Linked DNA regions of Sus scrofa: region 2 is linked to region 1. Evidence: chromatin contacts called from public HiChIP or PLAC-seq data. All regions are on one chromosome and are shown on one strand. Each heading gives the region's core, a stretch centred on a gene start, on an enhancer-like site or on the middle of the called end of the contact. The rest is flanking DNA. Distances are from core to core; before and after follow the strand shown. Region 1 holds the start of ZNF217 (zinc finger protein 217). Region 2 has its middle 65 kb from the start of ZNF217.

The links. HiChIP or PLAC-seq counts read pairs in DNA pulled down with a chosen protein or histone mark.
Region 2: a contact with region 1 is called in an H3K27ac HiChIP or PLAC-seq map of alveolar macrophages. The contact joins the enhancer-like site here to the promoter of ZNF217 in region 1. A contact is called at or near these places in 2 of 5 promoter capture datasets (fetal liver and liver), 25 of 47 Hi-C or Micro-C datasets (alveolar macrophages, blood, embryonic fibroblasts and 11 more) and 2 of 2 datasets of contacts at active chromatin or transcription factors (alveolar macrophages and skeletal muscle).

What each region holds. Positions count from the first base shown.
Region 1 is chr17:54,628,550-54,634,942 of Sscrofa11.1, forward strand. It overlaps ZNF217 (zinc finger protein 217), which reads right to left and starts at 3,206. Exons shown (of 6, transcript NM_001123217.1): 1 at 3,002-3,206.
Region 2 is chr17:54,693,206-54,699,598 of Sscrofa11.1, forward strand. No RefSeq gene overlaps it. Among named protein-coding and RNA genes, the nearest start is that of ZNF217, 65 kb to the left of the region's middle. Within about 2 kb of position 2,291, at least 50 of the 83 cell types and tissues checked have an H3K27ac peak or open chromatin away from gene starts, as enhancers often do. A contact at or near this core is called in alveolar macrophages, epiblast stem cells, fetal liver and 6 more, where this site is marked.

The DNA.
Region 1 (6,393 bases), core at 1,956-4,455:
GTGCTAAGACGGTGCTGGGAAGATAAAAGGACTGAAAAGTTGGACACGAAAGAAAAGTATGTGTCCTTTACCTAGAAAAGGCATGATCTCTCTACTTCCTCCTCCAGCATGCAAATCAATGTGCAATTCTAAAGGAGCGGCCTCCCTCCTCAGCCAAATAATTAAAATTCCAAACAATCAGATTATTAACCCTATTCTACCAAACCAGCTAAATGAATGATAAATTTGGCTTGCAGCTACTGACAACCAAAAACTTTTAAATAAGTCATTGCCTCTTGAATTGAATACTTAAATATAACTGACTTAAAATGGCAGCAGTTTGGGGTGGGGGGGGTCCTCTCTGACTAAAACACCAGGATTACACACACACGCACACGCACACACACACAACTACAGTCTTTAGAATCCTAAACAAAACAGTATCTAAAATAAACAGGACTTCTCAGAAAAAGTAATCTACCATTAAGGACACACCTTAAAAGTTCTTAGCACACATTAACTAAGCAAGCACAAACTAGTGGTTAGACTGTTATATTTTTCAGACAAAAAGCAATTAGGTTATTATTCTGTTCTTGTCACTTCTCTACTAAAGGCTTTTTAGAAAATCTAGATCTATTACTCATTCTCAAAGTATTACAAAATCCAGCATTTTAAGTCTTATTGGTTATCAATCAAGGCAGTCCCTCCATTCCGGGGGGGGGGGGGGGAGAGAAAAAGTACAGTAAAGAACATTTTAAATGTACTTCTTGACACATACAAAAGAGAAGGTGAAAGGCCTCCTCAAGACCCCTACCTAGTGGCCAGGCCCGGCCGGCAGCTGCTGTTACCCTGCCTTTTCTTTTGTTGAGCTTAATCTCATGTCAACTCATTCAACCAACTCAAAAGCGATGAAGACATAATTGAATCAACCTGAACTAAATCAGACCTAGGCTTCTTAAAATATACAGCTTAATGGTTCCCAACAATCTAGAAAACCAGGAAACCAGCTAGTATACACGGTGGTCAATAACACAGGATCCCAGACGGGCCAAAGAACCACCGTACCCGCCATACCTTTAATACACGTTAAGGAATGTTCAAGCTCAACGCTCCAAGCCCTATAGGCTGATCCAGAAAGATAAACTGAGGCTCAAGGAATTTCAAAGGGGAACAACACTCCAAGGCCTTAAAAACTCTGAAGGGACTCTCCTTTTCTTGGGAGAAACAACAAGAGAAAAAAGAAAGTTTTCACTGCTCCAAGTGTGAACAGGCTACTTGGGGTCCCAGAAGTGGCCACTGGTGGCCCTTTCCTGCTCTCCTGACTACGCCTTGCGGGAAAACTACCCCCCCCCCCGCCCACCCCACCCCCACCCACCCGCCCAGGAATACGGCTTCCCGTCCTCGGTGGCCCTACCCCGAATCCTAAAATAAAGGTTCCCACTCGGGACCTGAACGTCCGTCCCGACCCCCTGGACGCAGGTAACGGCCGGTGCACCCCGCAGGCCAGGTCTGACCCCCTCGGGGCAGGACCGCCCCGGCCGCCACAAATCCAGCCTCCTGGAGCCCCCAGTAGCGCCCACCCCTCCTCCCATTCTGTGCGGCTCGCATTTTGAGGCCAAATCTAGAGTGAAGAGGGCTCTACATCTGAAACTGAGCGGTTTCGCCACTCAGCGCCTCCTGGCAGAAACTTCCCTTTTAAAAAAAAAAAAAAGAAAGAAAGAAACACTTTTAGGCTAACATTTCAATCCCTTCTGCCCCTTAGAGTTCCTAGCTCTGCTTCCAGCTGGCTTTGTGTCTCCCACTAGAATTGAGTGATTAAAGATAATTCTTAAAGCGTTTAAGGGCTATTTTTTTTAAAGTTTTCTCTTAAAAAAATCTTTTAAAATTAAAAAAAAAAAAAAAAACCTTATCACACACACACCCAGGAAACGCAGCCCGGTGCACCGCCTGCTCAGGGATGGGCAGAGGATCAGGACTCCCGGGGACGGATTTAGGGGAACCTGGGGGGCTGGCTGGGGTGCGCGTCGGGGTCCGCGGCGAGGCCAAGCCCCCTCCCTCGGCCCCTATAGACGCGCCCTCCGCCCGGCCCGTGCGGACGGTCCCGGCCATTGTTTGCGGGGGACGCCTGTTAGGACGCATTGTTTTGGCTGTTTCCAACTTGCCCGGGCCCCTCCCGGGCCATCGCAGGGGTCCCCGCGCCGGCCCGCTCCCTTCCGCCCGCCCCCCACGGCCGAGAGGGCAAACGCGGAGACCTGCCGGCGGAGCCACCCAACTTTTCAGGAACAGCCCCCCACCCAGCCACCCACGCAGCCCCCGGGCCCCCTCCGGCGGGCCCCTCTCTCCCGACCTAGGGAAGGGGGGGGGACTCCCCCGCCCCCAAGCCATCTTGACTGGTTCCATGAGTGAGTGTGATGGTCAAACACAGTACACACCGGGGGCTCGCCCGACACCTTCTCTCCGGTGGAAATGCTCAGAAGCCGGATGGGGAGGGGGCGCCCGAGAGGAGCCGAATAGAGAGTGGGGATGGGGGGGCGGGCGGGGCGGGCAGACAATCTGGGGAGGGGGGCGAGATAACGAGCACCGGAGACTCGAGGGCGGGCTCGGGGGACGCCGGAGGGGCGAGGGCGAGGCGCCCCCCAAGGCCCCGCGCGGGCGGGGGGGCGCGCCCCCTTTACCTGCGGCTCCGGCTCCTCGGCCATTTCCTCGCTCGGCGGCGGCCGGGACTGAACTGACACCACACGAGCGAGCCGAGGTTTGAATGAGGAGGGAGCAGGCGAGGAGGGGAGGGGGCGGGGAAGGCAGGAGGGAGGGGAGGCGACGGGGAGTTTCTCTCGGCCTTTTGTGCGGACACCTCCCGGATTCCGCGCCCGCACCGGCCCCCAAAAGAGGCAGGGGGCCACTGGGCGAGGGGCGAGGCTATCCCTCAGGGCGCCTCAGCGCCTCACTCCTTGAAGACCCCCCCAAAAGCAGCGCCCCCACCCCCACCCCACCCCCGCCCGGAAGATTTGGGGGCCGGGCTCACCTCGGGCGCGGGGCTAAGGTGAGCGGGGCGGGGGGTGCTCACGGGGGGCAAAGGCGCGGGCGCCCCCTACTCGTCCGCGCGGGGACAGTGCAGGCGCGGGGGGTCCCTAGAGCCGCCGGGGCGCGGCGCGTCCGGCGCAGGGGGACTGTTGGGTCAGAAAGTGCTCAGGGAGCAGCTGTTGCGCCCTCCCTCGGCCCGGCAGCTCGGAGACGCCCCGCCTCCTGCCTTCACCGGCCGCCCCGCCCTCGGGCCCGCCCCTCACCCACGTGATCTGCGCAGGCGCGCCCCTGCCCCGCCCACCGCCGAGGACTCCGCCTCCGGAACGCGGGCGAGCCGAGGAGCGCGCGCACTCCCTGTTCTCGCCCTGCGACTCCCGCGCACGCGCGCGCCTTTCACCGCCCCTACACCCCCGCCTCCCGCCATCCGGCTTAACGTGGCCGGCGCGCGCCCGGCAGTTCCAGTGACAGGTATGCGGGGAGGGGGCCCACGAAGGCAGTGCGCAGGCGCAGTTCCAGGCCTCTGCCTCTCCGCTTCCCCCTCCCTTGCAAGGTGTGCCCGGGCGAGGGGAGGGGCTGGTTGCCCGAACTCCTGGGTCATCCGGTATTACTAATAGGCGAAAAGCGTTTACACTTATTTGGGTAGGTGAGGAGACAGCTGTGCACAAACAATATTTTTTCGGATTTTCTTCAAGCATGAGAAAGGTCGATGAATAAAGATGATTAAAATATTTTTAAATTAGTATCTTCATTAAGGCATCCTTTAATGCCTGGTTGCTGGTTTTCTAAAAGGGCAGGGCTTGCGCTGCTGTAAAAACTTGAGATTTCTAAACTTGGCCTAGGTTCCAGGAATCCACTTGGCTTTGATAGAAATCCACGTGGATGAAACCAGGCTTTAAACTAGGGACAAAAACAACAACAAAAACTAGCTTTTCCCCTCTTCACGTAAAGCGTTTCCCAGCCATTTTTTTATTTGCTCACGAAAAAAGAAAAAGTTATGATTCCGAAGGCCAGTGATATTACCCCATTTAAATAAGCCCCTAGGAGGAACCACAGAAGTAACAGTCACATCCACCAAATTCTCTGTCCCAAGATACAAACACAAAAGGGAGCTATGCAAGTCACCACAAACAAAATAGCGAAGTTTTTTGGGTTCTTTGTTTTTCTTTTTTTTTTTTTTTGTATTGGCCTTCAGTGTATCCAAAAGGGGAAATCTTAAAATATATCAAGACAGGCACTTAAAGCATATATTTTAATAAGTCGGGACCCAAAAAAGCCCTACATAAATGCTCTGCTGGTGAGCAATGCAATCCTTAATAAATAAGAAATGGAGTTTAGGGGACAGTTTCTTAGCAAAGGGGAAGAATTTGCCAAGTGTGATGTTTTTGCTGTCATTTTATGTATAACTCCTAACCCCACATATGGTCTGGTTAGTCTTTGTTAAAAAGGAAGCACACCAACTACTTCTCACCATTAATTAGCAGGGCCAGAAGTAGACTCTTAGGCCAGAACTCTTTTTTTTTTCCACTCAAGTATACTAATATTGATCGTTTCTAGTACCAGAGTTCTTTTCTCAGGGAAGATGAACATCTTTCTTTAATATATTTTTTAAAGCCTTATCAATAGTCACAGCCCAAAAACAGTCCAAAGACACACTCTTCCTCAACAAGAAACTTCATTTAACTTATCGAAACAAATGACTTCTGGCATTGCTGTAAAACAAAGAAACTATGAACAAGTGAAACCAAATTGAGTCTTCACTTAGTGCAGCCTCACTCTACATGTTAATGGATAACCTTTGAACTCTGAAACCTTGAATGCTGTAAACACAATAGCACCGATAGTTAAAAATCCTAGTGTCAAAAATAGAGCAAAAAGAACAGTCCAAACTTTTCAGTAGAAATAGGGAAACAATCAAATGTTTTGACAAATAATCGTTTCACTAAGAACAATGAGGCTCCTGGTTCTCAGACCTTGTTGCTACTGAATTATTTTCTGAGCAAAAAAGGGGGGGGGTGCTTTTCCCTATGCCTTCACAGAGCTACCACTTTGTGAGCATAATAGCATCCTATGGTTTGTTAGTAACTGTTTCTCCTCTCTTCTCTGCCACCCGCCCCCCCCCCCCGCGCGCCCAGCAAAAACAAACAAAAACAAAAACAAAACAAAACAAACACATTATGTTGTAGCTTTTAAAATTGAAAGATAATTGTATGAATTGATCTATCTGCTAAGAGTTTTATAGGCGATCCTTATGTTTGAGCAAAGAATTACAAAGAACCTTATTCCTGGAGACGTGCCAACAAAACTGGGAAGTCGTTGCAAAATTCTGCCAGTGGCTGAGTCCTGGGTTGCAAACACAAACTGTGTTTTTAAATGGACGTAGAGTGATCTGAATGCGCGGTTCGGGCGTCTGTGCGACACATTCGCCTCTTAGAAGGTGGAGACTCACACTTAAGATTTATTTGGAAAGTATGTCTAGTTAAAACAACTAAGAATGGAAACTCCAAAAGCAACAGGAGGACACTAGGAGCATTTGGTTTCGTAGTAAAGCTAAGAACTCGTTAGTATGAAATGAAAATCGAACGTTGATCTCCATATACTTAGCTCCGCCCTCGCGTAATCCTGTTTTGCCATCGCCCCCCCCCCCACGTCTCCCCTCCCCCCGCCCCCATCTAGACTATCTCTAGAGTCAGGTGCTGCTGAGACGCAGGCAACACAAACAATGGAACTAGAAATGTCCCTTCAAGTGGGAGCTGATGCTCTGCACACGTTATCCGGGGAGAGGACGAAAGACCCCACTTCATCGCTTTGTAATGCAACAAACATCAGCTACACCTCATATTTCACAATTATCCAAACAGACCGGCCCTCCTTAAGATATGTTACCCAGTGTATGCTTATAAAATCGCGCCATTGGCTCTGATTTAATCCTAGTGATAGGAGACCTCTGCCTTTAGCTAACTTCTAATTTTCTCCCCAGCTCCTGCCTGCCACTGCAGTCTCAGATCTAATAACAAAACCAAAAAAAAAAAAAAAAAACCTTCTAATTTGCTATATTTAACATTCACTGGAATCATCTTTTGAGACAGCCTTAATTAGAAGAAAATGCCGGTATGATCTTCTTATTTCTCAAGTATTTATCTTACTGTGGAACTATTCGATTTGGAAACTGTATGTAAATCCCTGGAGCTGAAATGGAGCCAACACAGACCTAAAAGAATTCAGTGTTCAGAGCAGGAAAACCTGAAAAACTGCAGTGAGGAGTTAGCAGGAAAAGAAAATGAAAAAGTTGGGCAAACCTGCCAGCTTTGCAAACTACAAAGGACATTTGAGAAGGAAACCGGGGCAGCTCTTTTCATGGGACTGAATGCCCTGAATGAGGTAGGGAACAGCAAC
Region 2 (6,393 bases), core at 1,041-3,540, 64 kb after region 1:
CTCCAAGGCTTTTTTTATTCTTATTCCCTACTTATCTGGTTAGGAAAACCTCAGCCTAGCTGAGGCTCCCTCAGTTTCCTAAAATCCTTTAGTCATCTTTCCTGAGGGCATCTGATACTTTTCCCACCTTGAACTCCCACTCTTGCTAAGGGTCATCTATGTAAGACAGCTGCACCGGCCAGGGTGAAATTATGAGGTTTCCAGTTAAAATAGGAGAGAGAAATATCTGGGTTCTCCCACGGTGTAATGTATGATCTCTGGTACCCTAAACAGTCATAGCCATTCTCCATTGGAATCTGCATTCTGCCACTCGAAACTGTGTGACCTTGAGCCACCTAGCCATACCTCAGTTTTGCCTTCTATAAAATGGGTATAATAATGGTAGAAAGCCCTAGCACCATTATGAGAACCAAATATCTTAATGCATATGTCTGGCACAGAAGAAGCTCTATATTGGATATTGTTTTTGTGGTGGTTTTGTAGGTTGTTTGTTAAGAAACTGCCAAGTGCTGATGACTTTCTTCAGCATGGAACTGGATTAACTAATAATCTTCTAAAGAAAATATTAAAAATCAATGATTCTTGGGAAAATTTATCTTGCTAATAGCATGACTTATCCACTGCAGAAACGTCTAAGAGCTGAATTAATTTATATACGAGCCCATTTTTAGACTAGAATTCTTTATGCTTGGAGTTCCCCCTGTGGTGCAGTGGGTTAAGGATCTGGCATTGCCATAGCTGTGATGTATGTTGAAACTGCTGGTCAAATTCAATCCCTGGCCTGGGAACTTCCATATACCATGAGTTTGGCCATTAAAAAAAAATGCTAGGAGTTCCTGTCATGGTGCAGCAGAAACGAATCCGACTAGGAACCATGAGGTTTCAGGTTCGATCCCTGGCCTTGCTCAGTAGGTTAAGGATCCAGTGTTGCCTTGAGCCGTGGTGTAGGTCAAAGATGCGGCTCGCATCTGGCATTGCTGTGTCTGTGGTGTACACCGCAGGCATGTGTAGATCCGATTAGACCCCTAGCCTGGGAACCTCCACATGCCAAGGGTGCAGCCCTAAAAGGCAAAGAAAAAAAAATTTTACACACTTGAACCCATCCTGTTTCCTGAGAATAGAATAATTCCGTGATAAAAGAAAGCGAGCTCCGCCACAGTTTCTACAACATATTTAACAAATATTGCATTGACCCAACAGGTGAGGAAAAGGAATACTTCCAGGTGTAAATAGAACACCTGATTAGGCTAATTTTGGCAATTCATTTTTTTTCCCTAGACAAAAGTAGAGTTTTCAAGCCAAATGATAATAGTACCAAAAAATTGAAAACGTCTGTTCTCTACCTGGAATTATATCTGTTTTAATTTTAAAAATTATTTTTTTTCTTACATTTTTTGGCAGCACCCGCAACATACAGAAGTTCCAGGGCCAGGGATCGAACCCACCATGGCGGAGACAACACTGAATCCTGAACTGCTGGGCCACCAGGAAACTCCGTGTTTTTATTCTTAATGTTTGTATGTGTGTTCCCTCTTGTTTTTCTTACTCATACCTGTGAACAATGATCTGTCTTAATTTTATGGGACTCTGCAAATTGTTGGTTTTTTTTTTTTTTTTTTTGGTCACAATTGTCTGCTTTTGAGTTCACGGAGTCCTTCCTTCTATTTCGATTTACAGATATATCCATACCTCTGTGGTCTGGGAGGGACACAGTTCATTGAGAAGAGCCCTTGCTGAGGGGGGATGGAGACCAGGAAGCTAGAACTGGAAGAGGCACCTCACACATGATTTCACCCCTAAGAAAAATGTGTTTTTTTTTTTTTTTTTTAATTTTGTTTTGCTTCGAGTTTTTCCACTTTTCAACCAGACTGTATTCAGATTTTACTCGAAAAATTAAAAATACAAAAAAAACACCCCAAGTTTCCCCAACTTATCTACTGCCTGCTGGGCTCACCTGCCAGGTCCAAAGAGCAAGAAGCAGGGAGAGGGGTGAGCTGGGCAGGGGAAAGGGGGGCAGATGCGGGGCAGGAAGAAAGGGGTGGGGCGGTGTGTGTGTGTGTGGGGGGGGGGGACTCGGGCTGCTTTCTTAGGTCGCCTGGTTCTCATTTTTTGTCTCTCCCTCCCCATGGATTTCCCCAAAGTGTGGAAAACCAGCACATCTTTTAAAGTTGGTGAGAGAGAGAGGGAGGGAGGGAAGGAGGTGCAAAGAAAGAGGGAGGAGTGGGGGGGGGGGAGAGAAAAAGAAAGGGAGAGGTCACGTGATTTTCTGGAACGCAGACTCACTTCTTTATTTTGATTCTCGCGTAAACGTCCTGCCTCCAACACACTTTGCCTGGATCAGAAAGGGTAAAGGCACGTCCCCCCGGAAAGGGTCACTTCTTCAGTTCACGGCGAACCAATTCTTTGATCCTCCCTCATTTTGTTCCTAAGATTTACTTCTCTTTCAAATCAAATAATTTGTCTCTTTCTCCTTCTGAGAAAAGCTTTCTAGATGCGATTTCCCTTTTGAAAGGAGGACTTTGAAGTCCTTCCCCAGCACATCCTTTCTTAAAGGGAGGGGGTGAAAGGGGGCAGCCCCCGGGGCCGAGAGCAGTTTAAAAAGTCGCTTTCCAAAGACCCCCCCCCCCCCCCCCGGTGCAGACTCTCAGACGGAAACTTCCCAGCTGCGGGAAGACATTTCCAAATGCCAGTCTGTGGCTGGCACACCTTTGCTCCCAGGTGAGGCACACAAAACGGCTTTCTTTGGACCCCGAGGGCCCCATGCAGGTGGAGGCAGGCAATGCAGAAAGGAAGCCTATTTTTAGACTTGAGTACAACCACGTCCATGGGAGGGCTACAGGCTTTGAATTAGCAAGGCTTCTATAAGGTATTTAGTCCTCGTTGCCTGGGACGTCAAGGCGGAATAGCGGGAATCCAAGGTAGTATATTTCCTGGGGGGTTCGATTTCAAGCTTCCGGTGTGTGCAGCGTTACCTTAATCCCATCTGGAGCATCACTGTGGATGACGCCAGGCTGCAGCACCTGCCCCACAGTGGCCAAAAATGGTGACAACAATTCAAGCCTCTCAATGAGGAATGAGATGTTTGTACACGAAATGACCTTTAATTGTGTCTTAGAAACTCTTGTCAGATCAACATGTGGTTTCAGTTACTCTGCAGAGGTTATTGCATTTCAAGCTGTTTTTTTTTTTTTCAGCATTTAAATGAAGTATTTTCTCTTTCATATATTTGATGTGGCTCAAAGAAGCTTGCTGCTTTTTTCTCCTTTTTCTCACAGATTTTATTGTTTGATTAGATCTTTTTGTTAAGTCAGATCAAAGATGGCTTTTTCTTTCTTTAGGAGAGGTATTTTCTTAAAACAAATCAGTAGAATGGAATTCACAGTAAAGAAGCATTTTATTCAAAAGATTTTGAAAAGGGAAAAGATTTCAATAGGCATGAAGAGACTTTTTTTTTTTTGGCCACAACTGCAGCACGTGGAAGTTCCCAGGCCAGGGACTGAACCCACGCCACAGCAGCAACCTGAGCTGCTACAGCGACAACGCTAATGCCAGATCCTTAACCCACTGAGCCACCGAGGAGCTTTTTATTGTTGGCTGCCCCGCAGCACATGGAGTTCCCGGGGCCAGGGATCAGATCTGAACGGCAGCGGAGACCCTAGCCAAAGCTGCGGCAACCTCAACGCCGGACCCCTAGCCCACTGTGCCTGGCCAGCCGGGAATCCAACCCATGTCCCAGTGCCCCCAAGATGCCACGGATCCCGTTGTGACACAGCAGGAACTCTGGAGGGACATTTTTATTTTTGTATTATGTTTATTTGTCAAAGAGTTTGATGAAAGTAAATACCTGGGCATTCTAAACTTTGGATTTTCCACGGAAAGACTTCGGCAATCTTAGCTGGACAGGTGAATGGTTACGGAAAACATCCACCTCACATTTTAGGACCTGGGAAGGAATATCAGAGGGCGAGTAGTTCTGCCCTTCTTAGCCCACTCCCGCCTTTAATGTGCAGATGCTGGCCTGAGGTCCCTGCTCCTGCTGTTCTAGCCACTTGGAGTGTCCTTTCCATGCCTCTTGGTTGGACCCGCTTCTTCCTGTATTTCTTTGCTTTTTTTCCCCCTGCATCTGTTGAGATGACCATACACTGGAATTTTCTTTCTCATTCTCTTAATGTGGTGCAGTATTCATTGTTTATTTATTAGCTTCTTTCTTTTTTTTTTTTTTTTAGGGCCATGCCTGCGGCATATGGAACTTCCCAGGCTAGCAGGCCTACGCCACAGCCACAGCAATGCAGGATCTGAGCTGTGTCTGTGACCTACGCCAAAGCTTGCAGCAATGCTGGATCCTTAACTCACTGAGTGAGGCCAGGGATCCAAGGCGCATCTTCATGGATACTAGTCAGGGTCCTAACCTGCTGAGCCACCATGGGAACTCCCTCTTCCTGTATTTTAAGAGGAAACCCAGGAGTTTCTAGAAAGCACCGGTGTCCCTGTAACAACCTGTAGTTGCTCTATCAAGGCACATTACATGGAAATGACGTGTTCATTTGGTGGCCCTCGCCTCAGGGGCACGAATTGTTCTGCTCTCCTCTGTCTTTCTCCCCTCCCCGTGCTGGATGGAGCACAACGTGCATCCGTCAGTCTGAAGTGAACAAAGACAGAAATGTGGTATTTGCTTCACTATAAAAACAGTGTTGGGGGGATTCTTGGGAGTATGCGCAGTCACACAGTAAATGGTAGCTGTAAAATGTCACATGGATGATGCTATAGCGCGCTTATTTATTTATTTTTTTGGCCACACCCGTGGCAGTGACCTGAGCCACAGCAATGTCAACATCAGATCCTTAACCCACCAGGCCACCAGGGAACTCCCTAGATAGCACATACTACAATTTCAAATGATATGTATTTTTCTTATTTACTGTGTTAATTCATCTATCTCTTTAGCTTAAAATATCTACTCTAGGGAGTTCCCATGGTGGCTCAGCAGGTTAAGAACCCACCTAGTATCTATAAGGCTGCAGGTTCGATGCTTGGCCTCTCTCAGTGAGTTAAGGATCTGGCGTGAGCTGTGGCGTAGGCTGGCAGCTGCAGCTCAGATTCGACTCCTAGCCTGGGAACTTCCATATGCTGCAGGGGTGACATAAGAAGAAGGAAAAACAAAACAAACAAACAAAATACTTCTTTTGCTCTCCTCTCCCTCAGCACCCTTCAAAGAGGAGGCACAACAGAACTTTCCTGACTTGGCCTTCGCCAAGGAAATTGAAAAAGGCAAAGCATTTGGTGTATAGAACAAGTGCTCCGTGATACCAGGACCGGCCAGGTTATATTTGCTGCCCTATGCCACGCTCTTTGGCAGGTTGCCTGGCACACAGTAGGCATCAAGAGCTGTGTTGATGAATGAGCGAATGCATGAATGAACGTCCATCTCAGCTACTGGTACATCCATTGAACTTCAGGCACCGTTTAAGATCATGAATCGTTGTGGGAGAAATTTCCCCTGCATTTACAATGCAGTGGTTGGATGGCTAACCATTTAATTTGAACATTAGGTGGCCATTTGTATGCCCAATTAAAAGTTTCCAACCACAGTTTTCCTTGTGTACATAGGGCCCCTGTAATTAACCGTGTATGTAAAATGCATTAGGTTTTTGTGCTAGAAGAAACGACAAGGAAATAAATATACCTGTGGAAGAGAGATGCACCTTCAAGGAATTCTAGGAGTGATAAACACCACAGGAGTTCCCTGGTGGCTCAGCAGGTTAAGAATCTGGCGTTGTCACTGCTGTGGCTCTGCTTACTGGCAGGGGCTTGATCCCAGCACTGGGAACTTCAGAATCCCCAGGCATAGCCAAAAACAAACAAACAAATTAAAGCAATTAGGAAATGCTTTTTCCTTGTTTAGAGCACAAGGCTTCTGAGAGCGCAGATCCAGGGTCTGGCCAAAAAAGAAACGCAAAAAATACAATTAAGAAAATAATTTTAAGGCCAATGAAAGATCTGACCATGTAAAAAAAAATTTTTTTTTTTTTTGTCTTTTTGTTGTTGTTTTTGTTGCTATTTCTTGGGCCGCTTCCGCGGCATATGGAGGTTCCCAGGCTAGGGGTTGAATCGGAGCTGTAGCCACCGGCCAACGCCAGAGCCACAGCAACGCGGGATCCGAGCCGTGTCTGCAACCTACACCACAGCTCACGGCAACGCGGGATCCTTAACCCACTGAGCAAGGGCAGGGACCGAACCCGCAACCTCATGGTTCCTAGTCGGATTTGTTAACCACTGCGCCACGACGGGAACTCCTTTTTTTTTTTTTTTTGGCCGCATCTGCAGCATGCAGAAGTTCCCAGGCCAGGGACTGAAACTGCACCCTGGCAGTGACACCACCAGATCCCTAACCAC